2 separate regions of the Zea mays genome follow, and region 1 is linked to region 2. A link is a contact called in public Hi-C data. All regions are on one chromosome and are shown on one strand. The core of a region is the stretch at or near the end of the contact, and the rest is flanking DNA. Distances in the headings are between cores, read along the strand shown.

Region 1 (6,214 bases), core at 2,130-4,629, 140 kb before region 2:
AATGTTTTTATATACTGATTTGTCTTAAAAAGTACTTTTATATAAAAGTATAAATGTATTAAGAGTTCATTTGTGTTTTAACAAAAAAATATTGGTCAAAGTTATATTTTGGAGACTGTGTCGCTGTCCTAAACGACAACTAATAGGACACCTGAGGGAGTACTTTGATTCTATGGCTAACATCTTCATCTATATCCCCGTCTCTCTATAGCATTGATCCTAAATACCAAAAGATATTCTTCTTGGGCACTACTTGACCTTCCAAACTAACACCTCCTTCCTCATGTAGTCATGTGTAGTAGTGTCGAAGTCACATCTTATATATTCAATTTTAGTTCTACTGGGTCTAAAACCTTTGGACTCTAAGAGTCTCTCACCACAACTCTAGCTTCATATTTACTCCCGCTGGCTTTCATCAACTAGCATTGCATCGTCCGCAAAATGCATACATTAAGGGATATTCCCTTGTATGTCCCTTGTGACAACATCCATCACCAAGCCAAAAAACTAAGGGCTCAAATCTGACCCTTGATGTAGTCATATTCTAGTCGGTAAATCATTTGTGTCTGCATCACTTGTTTGAACTCTAGTCACAACATTATTGTACATGTCGTTAATGAATCCAACGTACTTTATTGAAACTTTATGTTTGTCCAAAGCCCACCACATAGCATTCCTAGATATTGTCATAAACCTTCTCCAAATCAATGGCAACCATGTGTAGGTCCTGCTTGTGCTCCCTATACTGCTCCATCACTTCTCTTATTAAGAAAAATGAGTTCCATGGTTGACCTTCCAGGCATGAAACCAAATTGATCCATAGAGATCCCCGTTATTCCTCTCAGATGATGCTCGATAACTCTCTCATAGCTTCATAGCGTGGATCATCAACTTAATTCCCTGATAATTAGAACAACTTTAAAATATCTCCCTTATTCTTGTAGATCGGTACCAATAGGCTTCTACTCCACTCGTCAGACACCTTGTTCGACTTCGACCGGAAGCTACGTATCTAAAAAGCTAAAATGTCTTATAATTTGGAAAGGAGGTAGTAATTTTTATCATTTTAAAAAATGTAAAACAACCTTAAAATCAGTAAGGTAGCCAAGTTTGTCTGGTATTGATAGGTCGATGGTCGAATGTTTCAACATTTAGACTTGCATGGCAGAAAACAAACTAAGTCAAAAGTTGGATGACCAAAAATGGACTTCTCCCTGTTATTTAAGTTTTATAAAATCCTAGATGTGTAACTGTCAAATAGAGTAGAATTGAAGATAAGAAACATACCTTGACTTCCCTTTGGCATGCTTTTCTTCCATGTTGTCCGCACCAAAGCCCTCCGCCTTCAACTTCCTGCTTATCTCAGCAGCCCTTGCTGCAGCTGCTTCAGTGGCAGATTTCATGGTGGCAGCACGTGCAGCAGCCTGTTGGGTTGCTATTGACTGTTGCATCATTAGTGCCTGCTGGAATTGCATCTGTTGCAGCTGAATGGCTTGCTGCATCATCATAGGCAAGTTATTATTTGCTTTAGAAGGAAGAGATTTAGCCATCTCCACATTCAATGGACGACCACCAACATTCTTGTTATTGAACTCCAACGCTGCAGTCGCTTCTTCAGGTTTGGAGTATTCAACATAAGCAATGTGTTTTGAATCTGTGATGGTACAATCAACAACTTTACCACACAATCCAAATAGCTGCTTAACATAATCCACAGTAAGAAGTGGACTCAGGTTGCTAATTTGAACTGTTCTCTTCAGGGCATCAGCTTCATCAGCTTTGTGTACTGAGCCTGCAAAGATAAAATATGCAAGTGAGCAACAAGACTGGGATAAGAAAAACAAACTGCTAATCAAAATTTCAATTTAGAGATGTATGCTAAAACAATTTCAGCTGCTGCAAACTATGGTAATGGAATGCTCAGTAAGCAGCTTAAATTAAAAGAAACAAATTTGCAGAGCTCACAACTAAATTTGCTATGTAGAGTTACCATCTTAGCCAGGTGTGAGATATGTAGTTATCCATGGAACACAAAGAAAAAAAACAACAGCAAACAACCATTAGCAGCACAAAGCAACAGTTGTAATACTGCAATAATGATACAGGTTAGATGCTAGATTTATTTATGAACTAACTAAGCATGTTAATCTGTCTGAATTTAAAAATTACGAATCTATAGGCGAGAACAACAGCATAGTTCCTATCCATTACTAGTTCAACACTAGACTTAAAACGTTTTGAATTCCTTTCCGTTATGTTCAACAATGGATCACCTAGTAAGGAAATCAAGTTTAGAAATCTTAATACATGTCTGGAAAGAACCATCACCTGAAGCCCCACCTGCGGCCTTGGCTTGCGCAGCATGTGCCTGCAGTGCCTGAGCAGCCATGATGGCCTGTGCAGCTGCCATAGCAGCCGCAGAGGGCGCCAACGGCGCATGCCCAAGAGCACTGACAGAACTCGTGGCTGCAAGCATCGACATCAGCAGCTGTTGCGGTGGGTGGGTGAACTTACAGTCAGTCTCCACCTTTGTGCACCTCCCATTCATGTAGTCCCGGCATATCTCCCCCAATGAAGCACCAACCCCAGGCAGCATGACTCCACTCGAGGAACCAGCTGAGGAACCAGGCATGGCCCCGAGGAGGCTGGGGAAGGCACTGGAGGGCGCGCCTGTGTAATTGGGCATATTAGGCATGGTCTGGTTGACCATGTTGGGGTAGGCAGAGCTGACTGCGGGTAGCGCGGTGGGGAAAGCGGCTGATGGTGTGACGGTGGAGCCGCTGAAGAAGACGGGGAAGGGGCTCCCCATGACGGGGGCGCCGTCGAGATCGACGTGTACCATGTAGTTGCCGCGCTTGGGGACGACGTAGGTGACCGTGTAGGATCCGTCCCCGTTGTCCTTGACAGCACCCTCGAGATCGTCCCCGCCGACTGCAGCAGCAGGCGAGACACGCACGCGCACGAGCGCCCCGCCGGCGGTGAGCCTCCGGCTGTGGCGGTCCTTGGCGACGACGGTGAAGGTGGAGGGAGTTCCGGCGGAGCCGCCCCCGATGCCGGGGCCAGCGGCGGAGCACTTGGACGGGTCGACCGGGCCTGGCGGGGCCGGGGCATCGTCATCGGACTCGGGGGAGGCGGGTTCGGCCGGGGAGGGCGGGGCGGGGTCGGCGTCCTTGTCGTCGTCGCCGGGTGCGGCAGCGAGGGCCTTGAAGGTGGCCTCGAAGGCGGCCTTGGCGGCGGCAGCGGTCTCCGCCTCGGACTTGAGCTTGGCCTCCTCAGCCTGGCGCACCCAGATCGGTTTGGGCGCCGCCATGAGAGCGCGGCGGTGGATGCTGCTCTCGCCTAGCCGGCCTTCAATAAGCTCTGTTGGCCGGCTAGGGTTTGGTGGAGAGGGAGCAGACGCAAGGCAGATGGATGGGGCGCCGAGGAAGAGCAGGCGGAGTCGGATGGGGCCACCAAGAAAGAAGGCAAAAGAAGAAAAGACAGCCAGCAGAGATCCTCGGGAATCTGGCAATGAAAGACGGCCCAACTGGGAAAAAAAAAGACCAAAAATAAAGCAAATATAACCGAATGAACCTAAAAATAAAATATATATATTCAAGAAAAACCCATTAAAATACAAGATTAACAAAAAAAACAGCAATTAGAAAATATGCTGTTCTTGGGTATGGAGAAAACCATATAGCCACGTATTGAATTTAGGCCATGTTGCAACCTCTAGCAAGAAGTACTATGTTTGAATTCTCAAAATTAAAATAAGACCTGATTTAAAGTGCATAGGGCCAAAGAAATGTTTGCAGATCCAACAATTGAGCCATATATCATATTATTAGGAAATAAATCATGTTATTTAGAAAATAAAAAATAGTAATAATGTATAAATGAGGATAGGGCTCTGGTATATTGAGTACTATATTTAGAACCTGAAAGGTCGAGTCTTATAATGGTTCGATGTTTTTTTTAATAAAGTCAATGTTGAAGCATGTTTTGGTGATAGAGTCCTATATTTCAAAATAGAACCTCGTTTAGGGCACCTATTGGAGATGCTCTAACATTAATACTACCTTCGTTCTCGAATATTTTTCACCCGCTAGTTTGTTTTTAAACTAAACCACGACAAATAAAAAAACGAAGGGAGTAGTTAGCTACTAAAAATTAGTTGTTAGGTTTCAAACAGCGTCAGCTAATACCGCAGCTAATTGTTAGCTACCTCATAACTAACAATTATTTTATTAGCTAGTTTAAACTAGCTAATAATTTATTAGCTATCGAGCTCTAGAGGTTCTAAATATAGCCTTAATCTATAGATCGTCAACTAAGTATATTTAGTTGAGATACCAACGTGTACGAGGAGAGTCTAAATAAGGTCTATTTGATTGAAGGCGACTAAACTTAAGTCACTTTTACTAAAAAATAAACAAGATGACTAAAAAGGGTTGACACTAGTCATCAAGGATAACTAAAAGCGACTAAAACTAGGCTTTTACACCCTTTACCCTCCCTTCTTTAATGCATGCGTGAACGGCATGCTGCTCTTGGCGCCCACCAACTTCTATATGAATAGGAGTAATGCAACCATTTCATGCAATAATTAATGTTCTTTAGCCAGATTTAGTCACCAAACCAAACAAAATATTTTATTGACTAAACTTTAGTCCGAGGACTAAAGGAATTAAAATGGGCCTAAGTGTTTGTTATAGACTAAAGTTTAGTACTTGTCACATCGGTTATTTGAATGGCTACTACGAGTATTAAATATAGTCTAATTATAAAACTAACTACAAAGCTAAAAATTAAAAGGTGATACAAATTTATTAAACCTAATTAATGTATGATTGACAAATGTTTAATATATCATCACATGATTGAATCATAAACTAATTAGGTTTATATACTTGTCCTATCGTTTATTCATCATCTATGTAATTAGTTTTGTAATTAGACTATAGTTAATATTTATAACTAGCATCTAAATATACGATATGATAGGAACTAAAGTCTAGTAAAGAATGAGGAGGCCTAAAGCCACGTTTCGACCCAAGGATTTGTTTGTCTCATTACATGTTGAAAACTAGACAGAAGTATTAAATATAGTTAAATTATAAAATTAATTACACATATAAGGACTAAACGGATATTCAAACATTTAATATTATACAAACTAATCTTTAGTAAGGGAAACCAAACACCCCTTAAGACCCTCGATCTCTAGATTAAAGTTGTAGTGGCAGTGGTACCAAAGCAATAAATAAACTGAAGGGGTGTTTGTCACACCCGGTTTTAGGGGTAAAACCGAATGTATAGCATATGTGTGCCACGATTCATTTTCCACACATATGCAATAAAGGCGTAAAAGATAGTATAGTAACTTTGTTACATCATGTAGACTTAAAAGACTTAAATAATATCATCATCAAAGTACAACAGAAATAACATGGGTAATCTCCCGTAAGAAAATGACCGGAGCGTCGCTAGACTCAGTACTCATCATCGCCATCGTTAGTCTTCCTCATCAACTTCTGATAAAAAATTTAGCAAGAGGTGAGCTCACTTATGGTGGGGTCTCAACAAGTGGGAGGAGTTATGCAAGGTTAACAAGGTAGGCTATGTTTAAGCGGTAAGCATTTTAGTTGGTCAATATTTTATTAACAACGTCTAACTTACTAATTGTAAATGTATCCCGAAATTCCCAATTAATCAAAAGCATATGATCGTATCTCAAAAGCACTTAAGTGAAACCACTTAAGTAAACCATTTAAAAATAATCGGATCACGATTTATTCTCCATCTTTAAGTTTGGTTATCATGTGAGGGTTCAGGTTGTTCTTAACCATGAGCACGACTAACATATCGGTTTTATACCGTGTAGAGGTGGTACAATTTTACCCACAAGCCATGTATCCCCTCTAGCCTGGGTTGTACGAACCCTTAAACACTGCCGAGGTGAATGGCTAGGAATCCATTATGAGGTTCTCACAAAATACCCTTAGTACAAAGCCACCCTGTAACACCCTTAATTTGAGGGTATAAATTTTATTTTCTAATATCCACCAAATTTAGGTGTTACTCTCTCATTTCTCTGCTTTCCTTCTCTTTTTTCCTAAAAATGGAGAAGTATTTTTGTTTTATATTGGTATAAACCTAATGGAATGAGCCTTAAAGCCACTTTGGTTGTTGCATTCATATCGTTGCATGGTGTTTGTAAGTGCAAAATGTA
Region 2 (5,743 bases), core at 188-2,687:
GGGGTGAGGAAGCCAGCTAATTAGCATTTTATAAGAAGGGTGGTTGAATAGTTCAAGCTGGGCTGTTTGGATCAGCTAGAGTGTTTTTTTAGCATCTTTCTATTAGCTACAGCCTCAAGCTGAACCAAATAGGGCCTTCGAAAACAACAGGATGAACAAAAAACTTTTTGTGTTGATGAGCGGTTTTCAGATGAAGACCAGCAGGTAAAATATCATAGCGTGTAGAAGATATAGCACAGTATAAGTTAACTTGTAATAAACAATACAGCAAATCACAGAAAGCACTAACCAGGTCTACCATCAACAGTGACAATGGAAACATGATTTGATTTAGACAACATTTGCAGCTCCTCTCTGAGATGATTGACCTGAAACACTTGATCTGATGAGTAATGAACTAATGATACATGCAATTGGTGTTAAAGGATAGAAAAAAGCAGAAATTCGCATGCAAAAAACCTGGCTGAACAACTCAGCAGTATGTGGACTGCTGGTAGACGGCCCATCCTTGCCTGGCTTTGCACTCTTGGTCAAGAACTAAAGACAGGAGGATAAAGTAGGTGTGAGGTAAAACTAGCTTATATCAAATTAATTTAAGGAGGGGAGGGAGAAGCTGATGCCTAAAGTCTTAAAAGAAGAGGCATGCAGAGAGATAGGGCAGGGGGTGATGAGACCTTGAAAGCACCAGAGATTGCATCCCTGAAGTCGGGAAGGCCAAACTCACCGCCTGTAAGTACTGATCCGACAATTCCTGCAAAGGGAAGAGTGATGGTGACATGGTGTGACAATTAAGCATTCCTACTAGCAACAATGGCAACCGAATAATCTAATCATTGGTTGCAATTATTTGGGGACTGTTAGTCGTTTGCAATTTGCAGATCAACTGAACAATCTATTGCTTGGTTGCAATTATCAGAGGCTGCTAGTCATTTGCAATTTGCAATCAATAAAAATAACAAAACCAGAACGTATTCAATCTAAGGTGGGTGCTTGCTAGCTTGTGTAGCATGCAGGTAGCTCCCACAAACTAATTAACTGAACAGGCCATGTCGATGCAGTACACTAGAGTGGTATACACTAGATTAATCTGAAGTGGGTTCGGTTCGATTTCCCCACCCCAAGGGACAACATGCGTCGCGTACTCGCATGGCCGCTGGCCTAGAGCAAGGAGAAGCAGAAGAACCCTAGTAGGGGGTACAAGAATCCGCGCCACGCCCCCCCCCCCCCCCCCCCCCCCCCCCCCCCGACCTCGAATCGAAGATCACGACGGGTTGAAGCGTACCGGAGCCGATGACGATGGCGACGTTGCCAAGAACCATGGCCGATGACGATGGCGACGTTGCCAAGAGCCCAAGAACTGGTGGACTGCAGCGCCACCTCCGCTGCCTTTGTCTTTCGTCGCGTCGGCCCGGGACCCGCGAGAGGGGGTTGTTGTTGAATCCAGTAGTACCTCCGAAGGGGAAGGCGGCAGGGACGGCTAGTAGTTAGGGTTCGTGCGACAGTACGGGACGGTCAGGCTCGAGCCGGTCCGTCGTGACTCGGGACGCGCGTACCGCGCCCTTGCTGAGTGGATGGACGGGCACGATGCGATGCGGCTGTGGTGGCTGATCGAGACGAACGAGAGGCAGGCAGGAATGAGTGCTAAAAGGTTTTTTTGTCGACGGGCTCCATAGATTTCGGTGCTTCCTCAATCTTCTCCATCTCAGGGTATGATCGTGCTTTACACTCCATTGCATCATGCTTCATCATCTCGACCTCTTTTAATAACAAGGAGAGCATTGATAAGGTAATGCTCATCACCCAAGTGTACGAAAGCTTCTTCTAACAAACTTCTAATTTTGCATGCATCAGTTTTCACTTAGGATCCAAGATTGAGGAGTTGGGTTTGCAGCAGTTTAACATCTTAGCTGTTCATCTTGATTCCTAGCCTGGCGGACCTAGGATGTTTGTATAAGATGTGCCACAACAAATTTTCCGCGTGTAGAAGTTAAAACCTCAACTCATCAATGATAAAAAGGATTAGTGTTCTATGAAGCATGAGCTGCATAAGAGACAATATCATATTTACATCCACATATGAACGTGGAAAATAATTTTGCAGCACTAGCTTCAACTTTAAAACAACAACTCTCCCGTTAAATTCTTACTACCCTCTGAGAAACGTGTGCTACAGATTTGCAGGTAAATTTTAACTTCAGCACTTGCATTTTTATCTGATCTTCAAAATTTCACCATATTACCGGCAGTAATAAACTTTACACCACTTTTGCTACAATTCATAATTGCAGCACGGTTGCACATCAGGCTTCACGCATTCAATCGCATAGAGACCACATTCACACGGTAGCATAGGAGGCGTAAGTTGAGAAGTGCTTACCTAGAAGGTCGGCGTTGCGAGCAGTGACGATGGGCCACTGGCCAACGGACAGCCGAGGTCATGAGGGCGGGGAGACGAGGATCGGGCGTCGCCAGCTGAAAGGGAATTAGGCTTCCACCTTTTTCCTAAATAATTTTGGTGGTTGAATTGCCCAACACAAATAATTGGACTAACTAGTTTGCCCAAGTTTATAAGTTCTACAGGTACCAAAGGTTCACAATAAGCCAATAAAAAGATCAAGAGAAAGGGTTCAAACAAAGGAGCAAAGGAACAACCGAAGGCACCCTGGTCGGGCGCACCGGACTGTCCGGTGCACCAGGGGACTCCAAACTGAACTTCGCACCTTCGGGAAATCTCAGAGCCGCCGCACTATAATTCACCGGACTGTCCGATGTACACCGGACAGTGTCCGGTGCTCCAAGGGGACGCGACTCTGAACTCGCCAGCCTCGGGAAATTTGCTCCGCTATAATTCACCGGACATGTCCGGTGTGCACCGGACTGTCCGGTGTAACGGCACGGCAACGGCTACTTCGGCGCCAACGGTCACCTGCAGCGACATTAAATGCGCGCCAGAGCGCGCAGAAGGCAGGCACGAGCGGGACGGCGCACCGGACACTTTACAGTACATGTCAGGTGCGCCACCGGACACCCCGGCGGGCCCAGCAGTCAGAGCTCCAATGGTCAGAACCCTAACAGTCAGGTGACGTGGCTGGCGCACCGGACATGTCCGGTGCGCCCTTCGCCAGCAGACTTCTCCAACGGCTAGTTTTTGGTTGGTGGCTATAAATACCACCCCAACCAGCCACTTCAAGGTGTGGGAGCCCAAGCAACATTCCAAGTCATCTATTTGACATACTCAAGCCCTCCCAACCACATATATTCATTGATCCATCCTATACACAAGATTTAGACCACTACAACCAACACAAGTCCCACAAAAGAGAGAGCAAGCAAAAGAGAGCTACTCATTTGAGTTTAGCGCTAGTGCCTTGTGAGATTCCTTGAGAGATAGTGTGTGCTACATCTTTGTGTTCATTTGTGCGTGGAGTATTGACTCCCATCGAACTTCCTCCAAAGTTTTGGAGGCTTGTAAAAGCTAGCAAGAGACACCAAAGAGTGTGGTGGTCCTTGTGGGATCGAGAGTGATCCCTGAGAAGAAGAAGAGCTCACCGATCCTTGTGTGATCGGGGGAGAGAGGGAAAGGGTTGAAAAAGACCCGTCCTTAAGTGGACTCCTCAAAGGGGACTAGGCCTTCGAGGGCCGAACCTCGGTAAAACAAATCACCCATGTCCATTGTGTTTATTGCTTGTGATTTGTTTGTTTTTCCTTGCTCCAAGTTTTTCTTGCACCATTATTTGCTAATATCATTTGGTGTTGCTTCAAGTTAAATTCCCATTTAATGAAGCAACACGTTGCAAGAAAGAACTTGACCTAGTGCTCTTCTCATCTAAAGCTTCTTGCTTTGTTATTCTATAACTTATTAGTTGTATTGATTTATCACTCCCGCATTATTTAGCAATACTCCTTACAAGCAAGAACTTAGCTTCTATACTCTGATATTTGTGTATCTTGTTCTAACCACTAATCCAGGGATCTAGTTGGGGGATAAAGTTTTAAATTTCAGGTTTTGCCTATTCACCCCCCCCCCCTCTAGGCGACTTTCAATTGGTATCAGAGCTAGGCACTTCATCTTGAGTCTAACAACTCGAAGTGATGGCTCGTAGAAGATCCCAAAAGAACAAGAAGACCCAGGAGAACAAGGAGGTAACTCTTGAGATATTACTTTCCGATTGTTCTAATTATGATTCATGGTCTACTAGGGTGATAAATGCTTTTAGAACGGTAGATCCACAATTAGAACAAATTTTAGACAATAGTATTATTCCTCCTAACTATGCTAGGGAAAATGTCTCCGAAGAAGATTTAAGATGTATTCGCTTAAACTATCTAGCTTATGACATCTTAAGTAAATCCCTTAGCAAAGAAGATTATCATGCCTTCATAATAAAATATGACAAACCTATTTGTGATGTGCATGATATTTGGACTAGAATTAAAAGCAAATTTGATGAGTCCAAACATGATAGTTCATTTTGTGCTTCTACTTCCTTTGGTCTTTGTGATACTAACCTTTGCAAGGAAGAAGAAGAAAATGAACGATGGAGACCAAACGATGAATCCACCTCTCCAAGAGGTTTGTCTTCCCATTTCGATTCCCACATATGTTGTGTGGCTAATGAAAATGGTAGCGGAAGCACAAATGAGGATGAGGAGGAAGAAAGAAGCTTCATGCAACTCTACACTCGACTAAGCCAAAAAGATAAGGCGGTCATGCTCAAACTTCTAGAAAGAGCAAGAGAGCAAGGCGAAGCTCGTCAAAGGCTAGAAAGTATTCTCTCCATGAAGATGCAATACTTTGACGAGTTGACTAAAGAACATGAGGAGCTAAAGTGCTCTCATGTTGATTTGGTCCAAAGGTATGAAACTATTTCAATTGAGCAAGATAACGCTTTACATTGTATAGCTCAATTAGTAAATAAGAATACCTTGCTTAAGGACCAAGTAGAAAAGCTAAAAACTAAAAATCTAACTTTTCAAGAAAAATATGATATGCTCCTATGCTCTCATGAAAATCTTAGAGATGATCATATCATATTAAACATTGCTCATGAGGTTGTGATAGAAAACTTAAAATCCCAACAACCTCACTTATGCACATGTATTCAAATTGATACTATATTACCATGTGCTAATGCTTGTTGTCCGTCGACAAGCATATCTTCTTTCGAGCTAGAATTTGCAGGAACAAAAGATGATACATATCAAAAGCTCAAAGAAGAGAATGAGAGGCTGAAAATGAGCTTGACACAACTAAAAGGGAAATGCATTGCCCAACCTTCTCAAGATAACCGTGATCATATGGTGAAGAAGCTTGAGACGGGAACAACCGTGGCATGCACTACATCCCTTGAAGAAAATGTCAAGGATTTGAGGATTGCCATGAGGAGGAAACAAAAGATGAAATTCAATACCTCCTCCAAAAGCCTCAACCATGCCTCCATAAAAGGTAACATCCAAGGTATTAATCAAGTTACACTTCATACAAATGAAAATAAGAAGTGTAGTGAATGTTTTGAAAAGGGGCACTTGATTAGATCATGTCCCTACATTAAAAATGTCTTGATTATTAACAAGGATGATAGACTTTGTTTTAAATGCTCCAAGAAGGGACACTTACTTAGATCTTGTCCCCATTTAAAACAAAGAGGCATAGGGTTAGAAAAGAAAGTTTTTACTAACCATGTAGCAAGCAACAAACAAGGAAAGAAGAAAGTTTCAAAACTTGAAAAACGCCTATGCTACA

What was found. A called contact is a pair of places that touch in the nucleus more often than the background predicts.
Region 1: a contact with region 2 is called in a Hi-C map of leaf, with 5 times the contacts expected there. The contact joins the promoter of LOC100279216 here to the promoter of LOC100383213 in region 2. A contact is called at or near these places in 2 of 25 Hi-C or Micro-C datasets (leaf and tassel).

The regions. Positions count from the first base shown.
Region 1 is chr8:7,208,223-7,214,436 of Zm-B73-REFERENCE-NAM-5.0, reverse strand. It overlaps LOC100279216 (RNA recognition motif (RRM)-containing protein), which reads right to left and starts at 3,379. Exons shown (of 3, transcript NM_001152240.1): 1 at 2,329-3,379; 2 at 1,288-1,792. The coding sequence starts at 3,310.
Region 2 is chr8:7,069,162-7,074,904 of Zm-B73-REFERENCE-NAM-5.0, reverse strand. LOC100383213 (putative DUF1664 domain family protein) reads right to left here and starts at 1,437. Exons shown (of 14, transcript NM_001175875.1): 1 at 1,283-1,437; 2 at 675-751; 3 at 460-537; 4 at 290-368. The coding sequence starts at 1,319.